Regions from separate parts of the Mus musculus genome. Here region 2 is linked to region 1. The links are chromatin contacts, called in public promoter capture Hi-C maps. All regions are on one chromosome and are shown on one strand. Each heading gives the region's core, a stretch centred on a gene start, on an enhancer-like site or on the middle of the called end of the contact. The rest is flanking DNA. Distances are from core to core; before and after follow the strand shown.

Region 1 (3,523 bases), core at 498-2,997:
TCTTTGTTGATGTAGACGCTGAAGAAGAACTCTCGCTCCAGCTCTCGGATCTGGTATTTGGTATAAGGGCAGCGCTTTTTGCGGGTGCGTTGGCCACCTAAGGAAGGAGAGAGGCAAAGAGTGAGAGGGCGATAGGGGTGCAACCCTCTCCCAGGACCCCCATTGGAGAAGGTCTGGCCACAGGGTCTGGAGGCCCAATCCAGGCCCTTTCAAAGTCTTTCCAGGCCCCTGCCTTCAGGCTTCTATTGCTGGTCAGGGACAAGTTGCAGTCTGGAGCCGGCTTCAGATAAAAGCCAGCTCACTAGATAGGCCCCCAGGGAAAGGACTCAGGCTGCCCCTTGAGCTGAAAGGAAGGCTCCTCACAGCAACAGGCGAGTTTGCGCTGGTTGAACTGCTTTGAACGGAGGCAAGTGGGGGTTGCGGGCTGCTCCTTGCCCCGCCAGACTAAACAAACAGCCGCCCGAGGACATTTCACCTTCAGCACCTGGGCCGCCTGTTCCCGAGGCAGTAAAGGCATGCATCCTGGCCCCAGGCTTTCCTGCTTGCCGCCATGATTTAGCCCTCCTTAACATCTGGGGCGGCTGAGGGGTCTTTGTCAGCCTGACTTCTGATCAGTTCTTGCCTCTTCCGCCAGCCTCCCAGCTCTCTCGAGGTGGGAGGTGGCAGAGGAAACCCCTACCCAGGCCTTCACTCAGTACACACCGTCAGCATACTGCCAGAGGGCCCTCAGCAGGGTAGGGATGCTAGTTTAGGAAGGGTAGAGGAAAGAGAGGCTACCTTAAGCCTCAGGCAGGATCCATTTGTTCACCCTCACCTTTAAGAAACACACACACACACACACACACACACACACACACACACACACACACACACACACAACTTTTGACTGATTTAAAAACAATTGTGAATAACAGAAGGCAGCATGTAATTGCAACCGGACCAGAGGAAAATGGCTTCCTTTGGACAAAAAGGCCAAATTTAAGTTAATTTGTTTCTTTTAATATATTGCTTGAGCTAAGTGGGCTACTTTATCTGTTAAATGCGCTCTTAGCGCCATCATTAAACAGCCGATGCCTTTGAATCCCAGCCGGGACTGGAGTCCCGCCGCAACACATGGCTTTTATAAAAATCTCCGGATTACCCCGCTATCAAAGGCTCCTGAAGCCCTTGTAGGGGGAATTTACAGGCGCCCACCTCCGGCTCCCCAGCCTGGAGCTGGTCTCTAGCGGGGATCGTGCTGTTGAGTTTGGGAGCTGAGAAGGGAAAAAAGGAAAAAGGGGAGTTGTATTTTTTTTTTTTTCTGCAGGCATGCTTTGGCCGGTGGGTATTTCACGGCCAATTTCAGCACTCGCCACGTGATCCCTCCTTTTATAACAAAGTTTTGTTGGGGGAAACCTAAAGGCCCTTCATAAACCTTATATGCTTATAAAACAGCATATAAAAATTTAACAGCGGTGCTGCGCTAGATTCCCAACTCCCCTTTCATAAAGCGCTGGGCGCTGCCTTTATACGCACCGGAGCCACCGGCCTTGTCCTCAGTGTGGCCGGAAGACGACTCGGGGCTGCTGCTGCTCTCGGGTCGCCGCCGTCGCTCCTTCTCCTCCGCCGCCGCCTCCTGACAGCCGCCGCCACCGCCGCCGTCCGAACTTGAAGTTGCCGGCGCGCCCGTGGCCGCCGCCGCCACCGCCGCAGCGGAGGTCGCAGCTGCTGCTTGGGGCCCCTTCTCGGCGTTCTTGTCCCCGGGGTAGTCGGAGGAAGCGAGGTTTTCCGGGGTGCCGTAAGCCGTCTCGAAAAACTGGTCGAAAGCCTGTGGCAGAACGCCGTTCCTGCCCACCGTGCTATAGAAATTGGACGAGACGGCGGGGGTGGGGTGGTGGTAGACGTTGGCCGAGCTCTTGGCCAGCACGTCGCCAGGCACGCCGGCCGCGCTGGGCGCCTGCAGACAGTCTCTGTGCACGAGCTCCTCCGCGGAGTAGCAGTGGGCCAGATTGCCGCGGGGGTGCCATTTAGTGGCGGGCTCAATGGCGTACTCTCTGAAGGTCACTTCGCGCACGGGTTGGACCTGGGGCAGGTTGGAGGAGTAGGAGTATGTCATTGGGCGCGAAGACGGGGTCTGGGGCAAAAAAGAAGGGAGGCTGGAGAAATCTGGACCCGAGACGTAGTAAGTACAACTTGGCAAATACATGTTAGAGGAGCAGGGACCACGCTCATCAAAATCCATCATTGGGCTACCTTGGGCTCTCCGCAGTAGCCGAGCTTAACATGATTCTCCACTGCAGCTGCCTCTTTGAAGCGGATCCGTGAAGTAGAAATTTGGAGACGTAAGCTGACGTGGAAATCTATCCCCATCCTTAGCAGGGAGGTGCTGGTCATGTGACCCGATGTTGAAATTGACAAGCCGCGAGCTAGTCCCGGCTTTTTTTTTTTTTTAACCCCCCTCCCTTTCCTTTTTTCCCCTCCCCTCCCTCCTCGGCTTCCTTTCTTTGTAGCCACCTCAGGGGAAGCAACAGATCGTCACTCGGTGTTCTCACCGAAAGCACGTAATCGCCGGTGTAACTCATGTTGGCTGGGGGGCCTCCCCGCGCGCAGAAAGGCTGGGGTGCGCCCCCGGGCAGCTCTCCTTTGCTCAGCTACATGGTCCTGGTCCACGAGTGCTCTGAGGGCGGCAAGAGAGCGCAACTCCTGACGCCTCCCCCCACTCCCCGGTGGGTGAGGGATACTCTCTGGGCTGGGGGTGGCCAGGTGAAAGCCCGGAATTGTATAGCTTCAGGTCCCGGAGTCTGTTATCCGAAGGCTTACGTTCAGCACCTTCTTCGCAGCCCCCCTCCCACAGGTTTGCTCTGGGAAGCCCCCCAGCCTCAGACCCTGGCTGGACCCCATTTGGGGCCAGGCTTCGCCGGCACGGATGTGCCGGCCTCGTGGCTTGTCCGATTTGCACGGTGACTTGATTACACGCTCTCATTCACGGTCACTTCCGAAGCGCTTTAGTGCCTTCCGTCCCCAAACCGCCAACAGGCAAAGCGGCTTCCCTCCGCGGTTTGTCAATAATCCGCGCTGTCCGGAAGGGCCTTCGTCTTACCCGGGTTCCACCTTCCCTGTATCTTTCTGCTTACTTCCTTACCCCACACCCTGTCCTTGAAGGAACCCCTTCTCCTCGCTGCCTGTAGGGGTTCGGAGTGACTCCTCAGAGCCAGAGGCACTTCTGCTCACCGGTCCGCAAGCTGCCTGGTCTGCTGAAGCTGACGAATCGGGAAACCATGCAATTGAGGCGAACCTTGGGCTGTTTTAGAGGCGCTGAGGAGCCTTCTCCTGGGTATGCTGCACCTTGGGGTGGGGGTGGGGGGGGGCACCAGGCTGCTTGCAGGGCTTCAGAGCTGTGAGGGAAAAGGAGGGTGGCAAAGAGGGAGTACTGGCCCAAGGAGTCCTGGCTAAGAAAAGAGTCTCTTCTTTCTTGCAAAACCTAAGAGTGAAAGCAAAGGATATTCAAGGCAGAAATTGAGACAGCTCCCATCATTCTTGTTCT
Region 2 (3,523 bases), core at 490-2,989, 440 kb after region 1:
CAAAGGCCAAAAATACCACTAGAAAAATCCTCACAGTAGATAAGAACATGATGGTCTCTGAAGTCCTTTCCAAATGTAAAACACAGTGCTGAGAGGATGAAAGTAGAGGGGGATCAGGGGGGATGCACATGCACGTAAGAAGAGTGCGTGCACGTGCGCACGTGTGTGTGTGTGTGTGTGTGTGTGTGTGTGTGTGTATGTCTGTGTATGCACATGCACATAAACAAATGAGTGAAATAACAAACAAAATCCTAAATCTGCATTTTCTGTAATTTATGTTCGCTGTGTGGATCTTTGACACTACACAACACTTCCTGATTCCTAGCTAGAGGTCTATTTTCAAGTGAAAATAACTACCGGGAATAGTAAAATTAGAAGAATTTATCCCAATAACTCATTATGTATGCAAAAGATTACACTCTAAGCATGCACACACACTTGAGTTTTCTGGCGATTGCTATTGTTGTTTTTAAGAGTTAGTAAGCTGCTCTGAAGGGCTGTGGACTTAGCTAAACTGCTTGCATAACACACTTAAAGTCCTTGGCTTGCTCTCTCACACTACAAGAAAAATGCCCATTCTGACTGGAAAGCATTTCCAAAGTCCATGTTTCGTTTCGTTTTCTGCCTTTTATAGTCCTCGTGAATCCTGTCTTTAAAGGTTCAGAAATAGAGTCACAAGGCTCAGCGGGTAAAGGTGCTTGCTGCCAACCTGAGTTCAATCACTCGAACCCACGTGGTCCGAAGAGAGAAGTGACTCTAACAAATTGTCCTCATCTCCACACGCTTTCCCTGTCCCAAGGTAAAACTTAAATTTAAAAAAGCCCAGAAATAAACATGATTCCCCACTTCTGACCTGACTAGAACCTATTCCTGGTCAGAAGCTAGAGGATGAAAATTAAATAAAAAGAGAAGTTGCAAGCATCCCTAGTCTCGCCTTTCGGTTGGTGGAGACCGGAAGATTAGGAGCTCAAGGCAACATGAGATTCTTCCTCAAAAAGTAAATTAGGAAAGGAGAGAAGTTGACAGAGAGCTGGAGAAGGAACGAGAGGGGGAGGAACAAGGAAGGAGAGGAGGGGAAAAGAAGAGATGGAGGGAGGGGAGAAGAGAGAGGAGAGGAGGGATAGGAGGGAGTAGGAGAGAGAAAGTGAGGGAGAGGGAGGGGAAAAGGTGAAGGGAGGGAGGGGAAGGGAGGGGGAAGAAGTGGAGGGAGGGAAGGAGAGAGAGAGAGAAGAAGGAAGAGGGAGTGGGGAAAGGAAAGAGAGAGAGAGAGAACAGATATAAGGGCAAACACAGGGCACTTCTTCCTGATGATCTTGTTTAATCGACCAATCATCATGCCATTCATTCTTCAGTGGGGCTCAGAAGGGTTAATAGAAATGTCCAGCACCACACAAAGCCAAATTTCCAATTTAGCTGTACCTGCCTCCCTCACTATTTTATTTTAAGGGCAATATAACCCATCTCCTATCCACGAACCACCCACTGATCCTCTCAGATGAATACAAAAGGCGATTAGTCATTCTCTGCCTAGAATGAACTCTTCTCGGAATTCATTTACTTAAACACTTTAGCTGCCACGGTAGAACAGAAACGGTGATACTTGGAATGAGTGCTAAGTCCACCAAGGCCTTGGTAGGGACAGAATGATATGGTTCCTGCTCCTGGGACAGGGCTAGCAGGGTAGGCTTCCAATGTCAACCACAATGTCAGCTGCTGTGGGCATAGAGCTTGTTTGTATAGTTTCACATTCCTGGAAGAAGGTCCTCCGGGTTAACGTTAATGACTCCATGATAATCAGAGACAGCATGAGTCAGGGAGGCAAAGGTGTGGCTAATGTCTCAGCAAAATGGTAAACACTGGAACCTTCAGGACTGCCCTTAAGGCTATGGAAAAGAACTCTAAAACCAGTTATGCAAAAGTATAAGGATGCAATATGAATTGTATAAGGGGCTTCACAGATCTAAAGGACCTAAGCTGCATGCACTATGAGCCAGCTTGTCAGAAAGATATTCAGGAAGGAGATAAAGAGATTTAGGGAGTGGCGATTGCAAGGCAAGAACCCATCCAGCTAAGTTTTGTTTATTTGTTTGTTTATGCTTAGAAAAGCAGGCAGATTCCTGAGTTGGGGTAAGCCTGGGACAGAGCAAATTTAGGTCCAGGTGTGATGGGATGGTAATCTCAGGACAAGGTCCCACCCAGCTGAATTTACAAAGGCAGGCAGATCTCTGAAGTCTTTTGCGATGTTAAAAAAAAGTGTAGTTGCTGACCTTTTCTTAAGAGTCCAGAGACTAAGGCTGTGGAATGCTGACTGGTGGGATGGTCAAGAGGGAACCTGGAATAAATAACGGAATTGATATGTAGGGGAAAAAAAGAAAACAAACAAACAAACAAACAAACAAAACCCTGGGCTTTTGGTAATGCATGAAATGAACTAGAAAAAGTGAGAGCGGTTATTTTTTAGAATTTTTTTTTCTGGTGTGAGTTGAGCTGCTGGAGATCTCTGGAGAGAGAACACAGCTCTTCAAAGAATTTTTTTCTAACGGGATTTCTGATTTCAGTCAGAAAATCCATCTGCTGACTTTGGTCAGAAAATCTAGGAGGTAGCCAGAGAGCTTCTAGAATTTTTACTAGCAGAGAGAGCTGTCTCAACCAGAGAGTTGTATGGAAGAGCAAGGAAAAGCTGTCTAGAGCAGAGGTGAAGACAAAGAAAGAGCACAATCTGAAAAGCTGTCTCAGCTGACGGCAGAGCCGAGAGCTAGCCACAGAGACCTGTCTAGGGATCCGTCTCGAGCAGAACATAGGACACCAGCTTGAACCCATGATTTGACTTTGAGTCGTTTGTTTTCTCTCCTCTTAGACACCCCTTCTCTCAGAACCTGGATCAAGCCAAGGCTGGTCCTTGGTACAGGAGGGACTTTGGACAGAAACAAAGAAAGGGCAGATGGAACACACAGCCCCAGCTGGTAAATGTGTGAAAGGCAAGCAGAATAGTAGTTGATCAAAACCCTTTCCTTTAACAACAAGCTTCCAGGAACAATAAGGGCAGGAGAACACTGTACAATTATGTGATTGGGGTTGGCAATAAAGATGAGCTATAGTTAGGAAATCAACAATAGCCAGGTCTATAAATGTGTTGTTTGTTCTAGCTTATGGGATCACTTATCAAGATTCAGAGGTAGATGAATAACTTTTATGTTTGTCAAGGTTGAGAAACACTGATTTATTGGATAGGTTCTACATGGCCAAGTGACTATTGAAAGAAAGGCCTTTTTTCTTTCGAGATAAATTGTCCATTTAATTGAGTGTGTAAGTGCACATGCTTAACAAAGCCTCACACTAAAGGCTGGGAAGTAGCTCTGTGGCAGAGTGCTGGTCTCTTACATGCAATAACTTGGGTCCCCAGTGTTACAAAGAAATGATGGCATGTTCCTCCAACTTCAAAACACCACATTGTGTCCCATTAAGTATATATAATTATTTGCTAATTAATAATAGAACAATAACTAGATGTGGTGGCTCGCAT

The links. Promoter capture Hi-C pulls out the DNA fragments that hold promoters and counts their contacts.
Region 2: a promoter capture Hi-C map of trophoblast stem cells shows a contact between it and region 1, with 4 times the contacts expected there. The contact joins the enhancer-like site here to the promoter of Hoxa11os in region 1. A contact is called at or near these places in 14 of 39 promoter capture datasets (the 3T3-L1 cell line, 3T3-L1-derived adipocytes, the C10 cell line and 10 more) and 4 of 115 datasets of contacts at active chromatin or transcription factors (embryonic limb bud, fibro-adipogenic progenitors, pancreatic cancer cells and 1 more).

What each region holds. Positions count from the first base shown.
Region 1 is chr6:52,243,496-52,247,018 of GRCm38.p6, forward strand. It overlaps Hoxa11os (homeobox A11, opposite strand), which reads left to right and starts at 1,748. Exons shown (of 5, transcript NR_015348.1): 1 at 1,748-2,321; 2 at 2,490-2,705; 3 at 2,820-3,036; 4 at 3,168-3,313. Hoxa11 (homeobox A11) reads right to left here and starts at 2,315. Exons shown (of 2, transcript NM_010450.3): 1 at 1,516-2,315; 2 at 1-97. The coding sequence starts at 2,224. It overlaps LOC115490410 (a long non-coding RNA gene), which reads left to right. Exons shown (of 2, transcript XR_003956437.1): 2 at 1-1,018.
Region 2 is chr6:52,679,147-52,682,669 of GRCm38.p6, forward strand. No RefSeq gene overlaps it. Among named protein-coding and RNA genes, the nearest start is that of Tax1bp1, 33 kb to the right of the region's middle. Within about 2 kb of position 1,740, at least 38 of the 459 cell types and tissues checked have an H3K27ac peak or open chromatin away from gene starts, as enhancers often do. A contact at or near this core is called in 3T3-L1-derived adipocytes, liver and trophoblast stem cells, where this site is marked.